Regions from separate parts of the Mus musculus genome. Here region 2 is linked to region 1. Evidence: chromatin contacts called from public Hi-C data. All regions are on one chromosome and are shown on one strand. The core of a region is the stretch at or near the end of the contact, and the rest is flanking DNA. Distances in the headings are between cores, read along the strand shown.

What was found. Hi-C and Micro-C count contacts between places; a contact is called where the count stands out from the background.
Region 2: a Hi-C map of embryonic stem cells shows a contact between it and region 1, with 2.2 times the contacts expected there. The contact joins two enhancer-like sites. A contact is called at or near these places in 3 of 484 Hi-C or Micro-C datasets (all in embryonic stem cells) and 2 of 115 datasets of contacts at active chromatin or transcription factors (both in embryonic stem cells).

Annotation. Positions count from the first base shown.
Region 1 is chr13:5,182,080-5,188,253 of GRCm38.p6, forward strand. No RefSeq gene overlaps it. Among named protein-coding and RNA genes, the nearest start is that of Gm24790, 4.8 kb to the right of the region's middle. Within about 2 kb of position 3,637, at least 10 of the 459 cell types and tissues checked have an H3K27ac peak or open chromatin away from gene starts, as enhancers often do. A contact at or near this core is called in embryonic stem cells, where this site is marked.
Region 2 is chr13:5,695,337-5,702,261 of GRCm38.p6, forward strand. All of the region lies in intron 3 of Gm35330 (a long non-coding RNA gene), which reads right to left. Among named protein-coding and RNA genes, the nearest start is that of Gm35330, 26 kb to the right of the region's middle. Within about 2 kb of position 1,890, at least 14 of the 459 cell types and tissues checked have an H3K27ac peak or open chromatin away from gene starts, as enhancers often do. A contact at or near this core is called in embryonic stem cells, where this site is marked.

The DNA.
Region 1 (6,174 bases), core at 2,387-4,886:
AAAGAAAACCCAAGGGCTAGTGAGATGGCTCAGCAGTTAAGTGCAATGACTGCTCTTCCAAAGGTCCTGAGTTCAGATCCCAGCAACCACATGGTGGCTCACTCTCTGGAGTGTCTAAAGACAGCTACAGTGTACTTACATATAATAAATGAATAAATCTTAAAAAAAAAAAGAAAACCCAAAAGGAGACAAATGGGGAGATAGAAAGCCTAGAAAAGAAATCAGGAGCCATAGATGCAAACATCACCAACAGATACAAAAGATGAAAAAGAGAATCTCAAGTGCAGAATATTCCATAGAAAACATGGACACAACAATCAAAGAAAATGCAAAATGCAAAGAGATCCTAACTCAAAACATCCAGGAAATCCAGCTCACAATGAGAAGACCAAACAAAAGGATAATAGGTATAGATGAAAATGAAGAATTTTTCCCCTTAAAGGGACCTTAAATATCTTCAACAAAATTATAGAAGAAAACTTTCCTAACCTAAAGAAAGAGATACCCATGAACAGACAAGAAGCCTACAGAACTCCAAATAGACTGGAACAGAAAAGAAATTCCTCCTGACAAATTATAATCAGAACAACAAATGCACTAAATATAGATAGACTATTAAAAGCAGTAAGGGAAAAAGGGCAAGTAACATATAAAGGCAGATCTTTGAGAATTATACCAGACTTCTCACAAGAGACTATGAAAGCCAGAAGATTATGGAAAGATGTCATACAGAAACTAAGAGAACACAAATGCTAAGCTACTATACCCAGCAAAATTTTCAATTACCATAGATGAGGAACCAAAGTATTACATGAGAAAAACAAATACACATACACAGTATCTTTCCATGAATCCAGCCCTTCAAAGGATAATAAAGGAAAAACTTTGACACAAGGAGGGAAACCACGCCCTAGTAAAAAGGCATAAATAATCATTCAACTAACCCAAAGGAAGATACACACAAGAACAGACTCCCAAAACTAACAACAAAAATAACAGGTAGCAACAATTTTTTCCTTAATGTCTCTTAAAATCAATGGATTCCATTACCCAATAAAAAGACATAGACTAACAGACTGGCTAAATAAATAGAACCCAACATTTTGCTGCATACAGGAAACCCACCTCAGGGACAAAGACAGACACTATCTCAGAGTAAAAGGCTGGAAAACAATGTTCGAAGCAAATGGTCCCAAAAAACAAGCTGCAGTAAACATTCCAATATTGACTAAAATTAACTCCCATCCCAAACTTATCAAAAAAGACAAGGAGGGGTACTTCAAGTCGTCAAAGTTAAAATCTACCAAGATGAACTCTCTCAATTCTGAACATCTATGCTCCAAATGTAAGGGCATCCACATTGATTAAAGAAACTCTAGTAAAGCTCAAAGCACACATTGCACCACACACACTAATAATGGGAGATTTCAACACCCCACTCTCATCAGTAGACAGACCCTGGAAACAGAAACTAAACAGAGACACAGTGAAACTAACAGAAGTTATGAAACAAATATTTAACAGATATCTATAGAATATTTTATCCTAAAACAAAGTGTTATACCTTCTTCTCAGAACCTCATGGTACTTTCTCCAAAATTGAACATATAATAGGTCACAAAACAGGCCTGAACAGGTACAAAAATATTGAAATAATCCCATGAATCCTATCAGATTACCACAGACTAAGGCTGATCTTCAATAACAACATAAATAATAGAAAGCCAACATTCACGTGGAAGCTGAAAAATACTCTACTCAATAACTTGGGAGAAATAAAAAAAGAAAATAAAGACTTTTTAGAGTTTAATGAAATGAAGCCACACATACCCAAACTTATGGGACACAATGAAAGCAGTCCTAAGAGGAAAAATCATAGCTTTAAGAGCCTCCAAAAGAAACTGGAGAGAACACACACTAGCAATCTGACAGCACACCTAAAAGCTCTAGAACAAAAGGAAGCAAATTCACCCAAGAGGAGTAGATGGCAGGAAATAATCAAACTCAGGGCTGAAATCAATGAAGGAGGAACAACAATATGAACTAGCCAGTACCCCCAGAGCTCATATCTCTAGCTTCATATGTAGCAGAGAATAGTCTAGTCAGCCATTAATGGAAGTAGAGGCCCTTTGTCTTGTGAATATTATATGCCCCAGTATAGGGGAATGCCAGGACCAGGAGGCAAAAGTGGGTACTTTGGGGAGCAGGGGGAGGGGGATGGTTTAGGGGATTTTCAGAGAGGAAACTATGAAAGGAGGCAGTATCTGAAATGTAAATAAAGAAAATATCTAATAATAAAAAATAAAAATACTTCATCACAAACTCTGACTATGTGATACTCAATTCTATTTTACCCAATTTTATAACTAAACGCACCGGAGATAATTGTGTTCTTGAGTTGTAGGAGATGTTAGAGTTCTTTTTCTGGCCTGCTGTGATATCTGGAGCCAGAGAAGGTTGTGGATATTACTAATTAATTGGCTCCATCCTTTGCAGAAGCCATCATAAAAAGGTCTGATTGATTAAATAATACCTTTAGTCAGTAATGAAGAATGGAAGCTATTGTGAAGTTGAATTTTGTTAAAATGAAGCTATTTCACTTTAGTGGCTCTTAAAGGAAATTAGAGCTTCTTGGAAGAGAAACCTTCAGAATTACTTATAACTGCATTACTAGTATTGGTTAAGATGTACAGGTTAGGTTATTGTGGTCTGGATAGATAACAATTTAACTTACAGAAATTAATTATTTATGAGAAAGATTTCTTTATGGGGAAAACTAGAATGCTTAAGAGTACATGAAATGACAGAAAAACTAGCTAATCACTTCCTTGTTTTGGGGTAGAAGTACAGTGAAATCCATGTGAAGTGGGACCTTCTGGATGGCTATACTAATATGCATCACTGAATGATATTCTGCATCAACATATGACCTTGCTTACATACATGACCTTTCTTGCAGCACACCCTCTTATGTCCCTTGTCTGCGTAGGACGGGTCTCTGGGTGCAGATGGGCAAGGAGTCAGCCAATGACAGACAGATCAACATTCGAAATTGTGTAGAATCTGAATGTATTGTCACAAAGTGAACACCAGTCTTATATAATACAGAAAATAAAGGGGGTAGGAAGTCGCAGCAGGCAAAGTACATTGAAGTTACCTGACACAAAGGAATGACTTCAAAAGGACTTACAGGAACCAGGTAAATGTTTACAATAAAGATAAAGCAATCCTGCCTAGGGTCAGCTTAAAGACAGGTAAGGATTTCACACCCTAGTCACAATTAGTGCTACTCCTTTGAGCCTTGTGAAAGCTAGCACCAGGGGGTTCTGCTCTTCTCATGAATAATGCAATACCACAACCCCCATTTCCTAGGCCCTGATAAATTCTTGCGTGAGTGTAACTTTTAAGTATCTGTGGAGAATCTCCATTTGTCAGAAGAATTCACCAACTTGCTTGTAATATGAAATGTAGCCTGCTTTACCTGGCTGTAGTGAAGATCCCTGTCTCAGTGGGATTCCCTAACTTTTACAAGGTAAACCCACCTATTAGCTAGGCCATTGTGTATGGGTGAGACTGGCTACTGCCTCAAGTAAACACTCTGCAGACTAGCCCTGAGCTATTCTAGCTCTGTTCTTTGTAATGCTTAATTAGGTTCACTGTCTCTACTAGAAGTAAATTTGAATGTTACTGAATAGGTAACCTCACTGAATTCCTACTGAATTCCCAGTTGTTTCAAGTGTTTTCTGTGACATTGGAACACACTGGCAAAGGCTTAGCTATGTCAGAATTCAATCTTAAAAGGCACTTATAATGAGGTAATACTAAAAGAGAGCACATGGATCCGTACACTAGACTAATGCAGGGATAGGGTATGAGTATATGGGTTATGAGAACACCAAAGTTCCAGGAGGTGTATTTCCGTGAAACTCTTTGCCTCGTGAGTGCTCCCAGGCCTCTCAGCCTGCCAAGCAAACTTCACTGTAGTGTGTGTAGCACATGCTGACAAACTCTTTGCTTAGAAAAACAGATGTTTTCTGTGCATATTTATACAGAAAGATAAGTAGACAATTTGTACCTGAGAAGCATCATTTATATTTTCTCTTCCTGTTCATTTACAGATAAATGTACACAAGGTTGCACACATAGGTTGCTGGTGTCCTTTTGTAAATTAGAAGTAGGCCCATGATACCAGGCAACTATGATTTATCACTTGCTCAACACACTATCATATTAGTACTAATTGTACACTTTATCCAATCTACCTACCTCTCAAAAAAAATCAACATTCAACAATGGTCTAATTTTCCATTTCACAGAGAATTAAAACAATAAAATATGTCCTCTAGTGAATGAACTTGTTCTCAGTTGTCTAACTCCTCCTTCATCATTGTCTTCCACAACTTCCTGTCTTCCACACAAAGGATGTCTGTGTACATTACAGGTCTGTGTCACAGCTCTTCCCATGACCTTTTTTTTTTCTAGCATCACCTTTATTACTTTCACTCATTCTCTTGACATGATGAACATCCACAAAGAATCAGTTCTTGTTCAGCATGATGACTCACTTCCTGCAACAAGAAGTTGAGGCAAAGAAGTTACAAGTTTGAATTCTATCCTGGGCAACTTAGTATGACTTTGACTTAAAATAAATATTCTATATTAGAAAGCTTAGTACACAGTTATTATGCTTAAAGCCTTGGACATAAACCCCTCATACCATAAAACAAAAGGAGAGATAGAAGAAAGAAAAAGAATCATATTTAATTAGTTTCCTAGATGAGAGACTATCAAATCCAAGGCCATTTGCATACTAAGGAACTATTCTACCACTGACTGCCCCTATTTTGAAGGAAATCTCCCTTCAAACTCCTAGACAGTTCTCAATTTCTTCTCCAGAATCACATTGCCTGAACACTGTTTATTCTCTTTTTTCTTCTCTTTCATGTCATCACAAATCTAGTATACTCTGTCCATTCTTCAGGGGTATTTCTTCTTGGTGCAAAAGGAAGGGGAATTATGCTTGTAAAACAAAGATCAACACACACTGCAGAGCTTCCCATTCTCAGTAGGTCTGCAACAACTCCTAGTGGAGTTTGTCATCAACTTCATAGTGATACCTTGAGGTTAGGCACCATTCTGGGGAATTATCATCACCATTCATGGGACTCCTTATCATATTTGACATATAAAGCAGATTATACAGAAAGAAGTAACCACAAAGTAAGCTTATTTCCATTTGTTCTTCACTTATTTTCTGATCATATCCAAATTAAAATAAAGGAACCTACCTAAAATAAATCAGCACCTACCTCCAGTGTAGACAGGAAAAAACAAACAAACAAACAAACAAAACAAAACAAAAAAAACAAAAAAAAATAACTCAAATTGGGGACAGTCAGATTTTGAATAGAACACTACTGTTTATACATTTTATGTGCCAACATCATCATCGTTCAGTATTTTGAGTATCGGATGTTGTTTATGTGTTGTTTTGTTTTATTGTCAGTCAATCCAAACACTTATTGCTAAACAACAAAAACAACAAAGGAGGTGGCTCAGCGGGGAAAGTGCTTACTGTGGAAGCATGAGAATATGAGTTTGGAATCCTAGCATCTATAGAAAAGACAGACCTGCTGCATATGTATGTATATAACCCTAGTTCTGAGGGGATGGGATAGGTAGATCCCAGGTACTTACTGGCTAATCAGTCTAGGCAAATGCAATAAAATCCAGACCACTCATTGAAAGCCTCTGCTTATCAAACTGAGAGAGAGAATGATGGGGCAAAGCAACCAATGTCAGTGTTGGTCTTTACCCTTCCTTGCATGCATAGGCATATGAAGCCATATTACATGTGAATATGCATGCAACACCACTCACAGATACATACACACATAGACACACACACACTCAGAAAGAGAGAGACAGAGATGGAGAAACAGAGATAGAGAGATAGAGACACTTTTGGACATACTCAAAACACACATGAGCTCAGAATTCCCTTTTGGAGAACCAAAACTATACTGTTGTACTGGCTAGTTTTGTGTCAACTTGACACAGCTGGAGTTATCACAGAAAAAGGAACTTCAGTTGAGGAAATACCTCCATGAGATCCAACTGTAAGGCATTTTCTCAATTAGTGATCAAGGGGGAAAGGCTCCTTGTGGGTGGGAC
Region 2 (6,925 bases), core at 640-3,139, 510 kb after region 1:
AAGTTAACTTCCCTTGAGAGGCATTAGCTACTAAAATACTTTCCACTTAGGAAACAATATACACTGAAAGATTCAAACTCTTAGCTTCTTGTATTGAAGCAGAAACACTAAGAATTTTTCTTACATGAGGTAAAGCTATATTAGCCATACCCAGTGGCAAAATTTTCCAGTGATTACAAGCTCACTAGAAGCAAACTCTTTACAATTTTCCAGATGCAAAGGAAAAAACAAACTCCTAAATCTATAATAACTTTACATAAAGTAGGTAAGTCAAATTGCAATGTCCTGATAAATTCTACAGCCTGACTGACCTTTTTATAAACTTTGAATTTAAACTTTATTTAGAAGAACATCTGGATAGATCTGCAACAATGTTCTTATAGCTAAAAGGAATTTTCCCTAAAGGCAAGGAGAGGCAAGTTTCGAGAGCTTCCTTAAGCACCGTTTGCAAGACAAAAGAAAGTCACACAAGCCCCCAAGAGGCTGCTCTGATCTTAGTTCCTCTTGCTGGGAGGACAGACTTTAGAATTTTTGAGTTTCTTTTGCAATATTAGACTATAACTACAACTTTGGGAAAGCAAAATCCAATTTCAAAGCAATTTATCACCTTAGAATCAACATCAAAACTTCACTATCACATTGCGAAATTTGGCTGCCAATTTATATCTATGAATGTATGACAGTGCAAGTTTTAATGCTTCATTAAAGAGACATTGCTTTAAATATTACCTTTAATTCTACTTTCTAGGATAAGAATCACATTAAATATTATCTCAACTAGAAGTATCCTTAGAGACCCAGCCTCTTGACCTGCCTTATGCCATGTGTTGGAAAGATTCCAAACCTGAGTTACCAATTAAAAACTAACTTTCTAGTAACCAGTGTTACACCTATTTGATCATACCCAATAACTTATAAGCTAATACTCTAACAAAGAAGACATGAAGAGCATATTATACCTCTAAGACCAATAAAAAAACAAATGAAGCAGCTACACGAGTCTAATAAATTTAGACCAATCAAAGAATTTCAATTTTTCTGGCTATAATTATAAGATAAAAAAGCACTTTGTCATTTGCCAAGCACATTCATCATGATTGCAGAGAACCCTCCAGGAAAAAAAAAACATCTATCTGCTTTTTTGCCCCAAAACTAAGAGCCTGCAGACTCCCTTTCTTTGAGAGCAGCTTTTCCAGCAGTGGCTTCCCTGCTGTGCCTGATCCATGGCTAAAGGGTGTGGCCACTCTGCTGAACCAGCAGATAAAGTTTTAGCCACCTTTTATTTTCCAACATGAAACACAGAACATTCAGCCATTCAGACAACTATACACAAACACACATGGATTGACACGTGGTGCACCAGACGGTAGACTAGACATTAGATAACACAAAGAGGACAGAGAACTTCTGCTGTAGGGACCAGAGAGAAAAGGGCAGGACATTCCCCGATTTTTTCTCTGCCTCTGGGAAAGTTTCAAATCCATTTTCCTCTATATTATTTTATTATTACAAACCCTGTTCCTGCTGCCCGATGCAGCTCCTGACTGCGGACATCTGCCTGATTATTTAATTTAAACCCTTTTTCCTCTCGCCTAAAGCAGTTTTTGAAAACTGCGGACAATTGCCTGATCAGTTCCTAGTTCCGAATAATTCACTGCCGAACCTAAGTGGAAACCACCATTGGGTTAGCACTGATTCCAAACTTAGCTCGTATCCTCCCGCACCTCTAGCAACAATTTAAAAAATGAAGTTTTAAGCTAGCACTAGCATGTGAACCTATTGCTCCAGTGCTCGATAAGATCCTTTTCTTTTTCTTCCTGTGGAGCTCAATACTAAGCAGAGTTCCTCCAGCATTTTTTCTGCCATTCCTCAGGTCCCTGTTCGGATACTAGACTATTGGAAGCCGGCCCAGAGCTCACATGGACCAGGTTTCACCTAGGAGGCAAGCCGGGGCTGAAAAGAGAGGGGAACTAGGCAGTTGAGAGAAAAATGGAGCTAAGTCAAGATTTCTGATCAAAGCTCAAATATTTAATGGCAAATGTGCTTGTAAGTGGGGATGGGGGGGGGCACTCCCACCAATTCATTCTTGGAGTCTGGAACCAGCTGCAGGTAACTACATGCAGGATAGGGTGTAGTCTCCATAATAGCTCAGCGGCCTCTCAGCAGGAGGAACAACTGCAGTGGCTGAACAATAGAGTGATCTTGGGAGGAAGGTTCCACCCTAGGTAATCTCCTTAGTGGCAGCAAGGTCAAGGTCTGGCTCTGCCTGCTTCAGGCTGGAGGGTTTACACATTCCTCTGTTGAGGGGCATCTGGGTTCTTTCCAGCTTCTGGCTATTGTAAATAAGGCTGCTATGAACATAGTGGAGCATGTGTTCTTATTACCAGTTGGAACATCTTCTGGGTATACGCCCAGGAGAGGTATTGATGGATCTTCCAGTAGTACTATGTCCAATTTTCTGAGGAACCACCAGACTGATTTCCAGAGTGGTTTTACAAGCTTGCAATCCCACCAGCAATGGAGGAGTGTTCCTCTTTCTCCACATCCTCGCCAGCATCTGCTGTCACCTGAATTTTTGATCTTAGTCATTCTGACTGGTATGAGATAGAATCTCAGGGTTGTTTTGATTTGCATTTCCCTGATGATTAAGGATGTTGAATATTTTTTAAGTGCTTCTCAGCCCTTCTGTATTCCTCAGTTGAGATTTTTGTTTAGCTCTGTACCTCATTTTTAATGGGGTTATTTGAATTTCTAGACTTCAGCTTCTTGAGCTCTTAAAGAAGACCTAATTCCAACTCTTCTCAAACTATTCCACAAAATAGAAACAGAAGGTACTCTACCCAATTCATTCTATGAAGCCACAATTTCTCTGATACCTAAACCACACTAAGATCCAACAAAGAAAGAGAACTTCAGACCAATTTCCCTTATGAATATCAATGCAAAAATACTCAATAAAATCCTCGCAAACTGATCCCAAGAACACATCAAAACAATCATCCATCATGACCACGTAGGCTTCATCCCAGGGATGCAGAGATGCTTTAATATACGGAAATCCATCAACGTAATCCACTATGTAAACAAACTCAAAGACAAAAATCACATGATTATCTCGTTAGATGCTGAGAAAGCATTTGACAAAATCCAACACCCCTTCATGATAAAAGTCATGGAAAGATCAGGAATTCAAAGCCCATACCTAAACATAATAAAAGCAATCTATAGTAAACTAGTAGCCAACATTAAAGTAAATGGAGAGAAGATTGAAGCAACCACACTAAGATCAGGGACTAGACGAGGCTGCCCACTTTCTCCCTACCTACTCAGTATAGTACTTGAAGTCCTAGCCAGAGCAATTTGACAACAAAAGGAGATCAAGGGGATACAAATTGGAAAGGAAGAAGTCAAAATATCATTTGTAGATGATATGATAGTATATATAAGTGACCCTAAAAATTCTACCAGAGAACTCCTAAACCTGATAAACAGCTTCAGTGCAGTAGCTAGATATAAAATTAACTTAAATATATCAGTGGCCTTTCTCTACACAAAGATTAACCAGGCTCAGAAAGAAATTAGGGAAACAACACCCTTCACAATAGTCACAAATAATATAAAATACCTTAGTGTGACTCTAACTAAGGAAGTGAAAGATTTGTATGATAAGAACTTCAAGTCTCTGAAGAAAGAAATTGAAGATCTCAGAAGATGGAAAGATCTCCCATACTCATGGATTGGCAGGATTAATATAGCAAAAATGGCTATCCTGCCAAAAGCAATCTACAGATTCGATGCAATCCCCATCAAAATTCCAACTTAATTCTTCACTGAGTTAGAAAGGGTAATTTCCAAATTCATCTGGAACAACAAAAAACCTAGGACAGCAAAAACTATTTTCAACAATAAAAGAACCTCTGGGGAAATCACCATGCCTGACCTCAAGCTATACTACAGAGCAATTGTGATAAAAAAAACTTCATGGTATTGGTACAGGGACAGACAGGCTGATCAATGGAATAGAATTGAAGACCCAGAAATGAACCCACACACCTATGGTCACTTGATCTTTGACAAGGGAGCTAAAACCATCCAGTGGAAAAAAGACAGCATTTTCAACAAATGGTCCTGGCACAACTGGCGGTTATCATGTAGAAGAATTCAAATTGATCCATTCTTGTACAAAGCTCAAGTCCAAGTGGATCAAAGAACTCCACCTAAAACCAGAGACACTGAAATTTATAGAAGAGAAAGTGGGGAAAAGCCTCGAAGATATGGGCACAGGGGAAAAATTCCTAAACAGAACAGCAATGGCTTGTGCTGTAAGATCAAGAATTGACAAATGGGACCTCATAAAATTACAAATTTCTGTAAGGCAAAAGATACTGTCAATGAGACAAAAAGGCCACCAACGTATTTGGAAAGGATCTTTACCAATCCTAAATCTGATAGGGGACTAATGTCTTCTGTTTTTAATAACCCACTTAATCCAGCTAATGTCATTTATAATAATAAATAATATTATATATATATAATATATATGATATATAATATAAATAAATGAATATATAGCAGTCACTAAAGCACATGAAAAACTTACCAGCCTCCATGTCCCAATAAAGAATAACTCTCCCTTTGGAACAACTGCCAATAGTTCCTCAATGTGGGATGGGGCCCCTTCTATGTAGGTATTTGGGTGGCTTGGTCTTGGATAGTTCTCATGTTGGTAAGCTGAGCTGCTGTGAGCAGTATAGTCATTTCCTTCAGAAATGGCATTCTTGGCCCTGAGTCTTGGTGGTGATGAGGTTAATTTATATGCCCCATTTAGACCTGACCGCTCACTCTCTTATGACTCTCACTTTGACCAATCATGTTTCTCTTTATTGATTGATGCCTATTGCAGAAAAAGGAGCTACACTGACCAGACCATAAATATTTAGAAGTCAATTTAATAGCATGATCATTTAATAAAATAACAATAGCACTTCTATGATTATATACAAACTTAATGTTAGAATATGAGGAATGAATTTTAATGGCTGGAAAGGTTCATAGAAGAAGCTGCTGTTGTATCTGATTACCTGAGTTCAACCCCCTAAGACCCACATGGTAGAAAGAGAAAAAATGATGTTTCATAATTTGCCCTCTGGCCTCCATATATGTGCTGTGGTGAGCCACATCATTCCCTAAATACATAACAAAGAAGTGTGGCTTTTTTTTTTTTTTTTTTTTAAGAATAGATTCACAAATAAAGGCTATGGCTTATCATCTTCAGATGATAGAATGATTCTCAGCAATACAAATATCACAGGTAATCAATTCTACTGTGAGATGAAAACAACACTTGTTAAGACCTAAGTTATACTTAAGACAAAACTTCATGTACTGCTTTAAGTAGCCATGCATCCTCAGAGGATATTCAGTGTACAGCCTTCAATAAACCACAGGGCAAGGGCAAGAAGGACTCAATGCGCATATGTGTGCTTTGGCTTATGTCTGTTGCTGTGAATTCCCTGGGACAATCACTGCCCACCTGACCCTGACACCTGATGGGAAGATTCTCACTCCTTCTCCTGGCTTGAGACTGGTTATCAGCCAAGGACTTGGCTCACAGATGCTTCTTGGAGGAGTAAGATTGCTCCTGAAGCTTACTGGAGACACACCCCTGGAGACCAATCACGGGCAGGGGAACTTTCTTCCTTCTCTCAGATAAGCTGTATCTGTTTCCCAGGGAGGAGATTTGTTCATGCATTTAGAGACTACTGTTCCTGCATGGAAAGCCACTAATTTTTTTTTTTTTCTTAGGCACTCAGAAGCGGCTGTTGCAGCTGCAAACATCAAGATCTTCTCCAGCCTTAAGGGAGACTTGACAGACAGCAGAACCTACCACTTTCCCTCTGAAAATTCTCAGACTCACTCTGCAAGAGTCAACCCTTCTCTACAGATGTAACCATTGCAGCCTTTCCTCAGCTGAGCACCCTGAAGATAACTAAGAACTTAAGAGTTGTAACACCTCCTGACTATTTCAGTTCGTTACCATCTTGTTTCTACTTTTCCATTCAAGTTTCCACTCTCCTATTTAAATTGTTCTTAACTGGCAAATAAAAGGTTCACTTGTTTTCTTTCTTGCGTCATCTTCTCTCCTCTCCTCTCCTCTCCTCTCCTCTCCTCTCCTCTCCTCTCCTCTCCTCTCCTCTTCTTTTCTTTTCTTTTCTTTTCTTTCCTTTTCCTCCTGTCTTCACTCTATTCTTGAAAAGAGGGCAAGCCAAGAACCCAACTGGAGAGTCAACTGTCTCACATGTGTTCTTCACATATAATGGCCAGAGATTGAGGTCTGATGTCTTCCTCAATCTCTTCCCCTGCTTAGTTTTTAAGAAAGAGTCTCTGACTGAACTTAAGTACTAATTCATCTAGAGTAGCTAAACAGCAAATCCATAGATCCCAATGTCTCTTCACTTTCCCCACAGTAAGATTATAGGTACTCAGGGTTTTTTTGTTTTGTTTTGTTTTGTTTTGTTTTTGTTTATATGGATATTAGAGGTTGAATTCATATTCACATGCTAACATATCCTATGTACAGGCAATTTTTGTAATAGTCCCTGCTCCAGTTGTTCAGGACTTACATGAAGACCAAGCTGCACATCTGCTTCATATGTGCAGGGAGGCCTAGGTACAGCCCCTGTATGCTCTTTGGTTGATTGTTCAGACTCTGAAAGCCTATGGGGTCCAGCCTCCTGTGGAGTCCATAACCCCTTTGCATTCTGCAATCCTTCCTCCTATTCTTCCTTAAGAGTCCCCAAGTTCTACCCACTGTTTGATGGCCTCCATTTTTAAATTGAGGCTTTCTCATGTATCTCAGACTAGCTAATTCTCTGAGTTACACAGTATGACCTTGAACTTCTGAGGAACTAGCTCTTCCTCACCA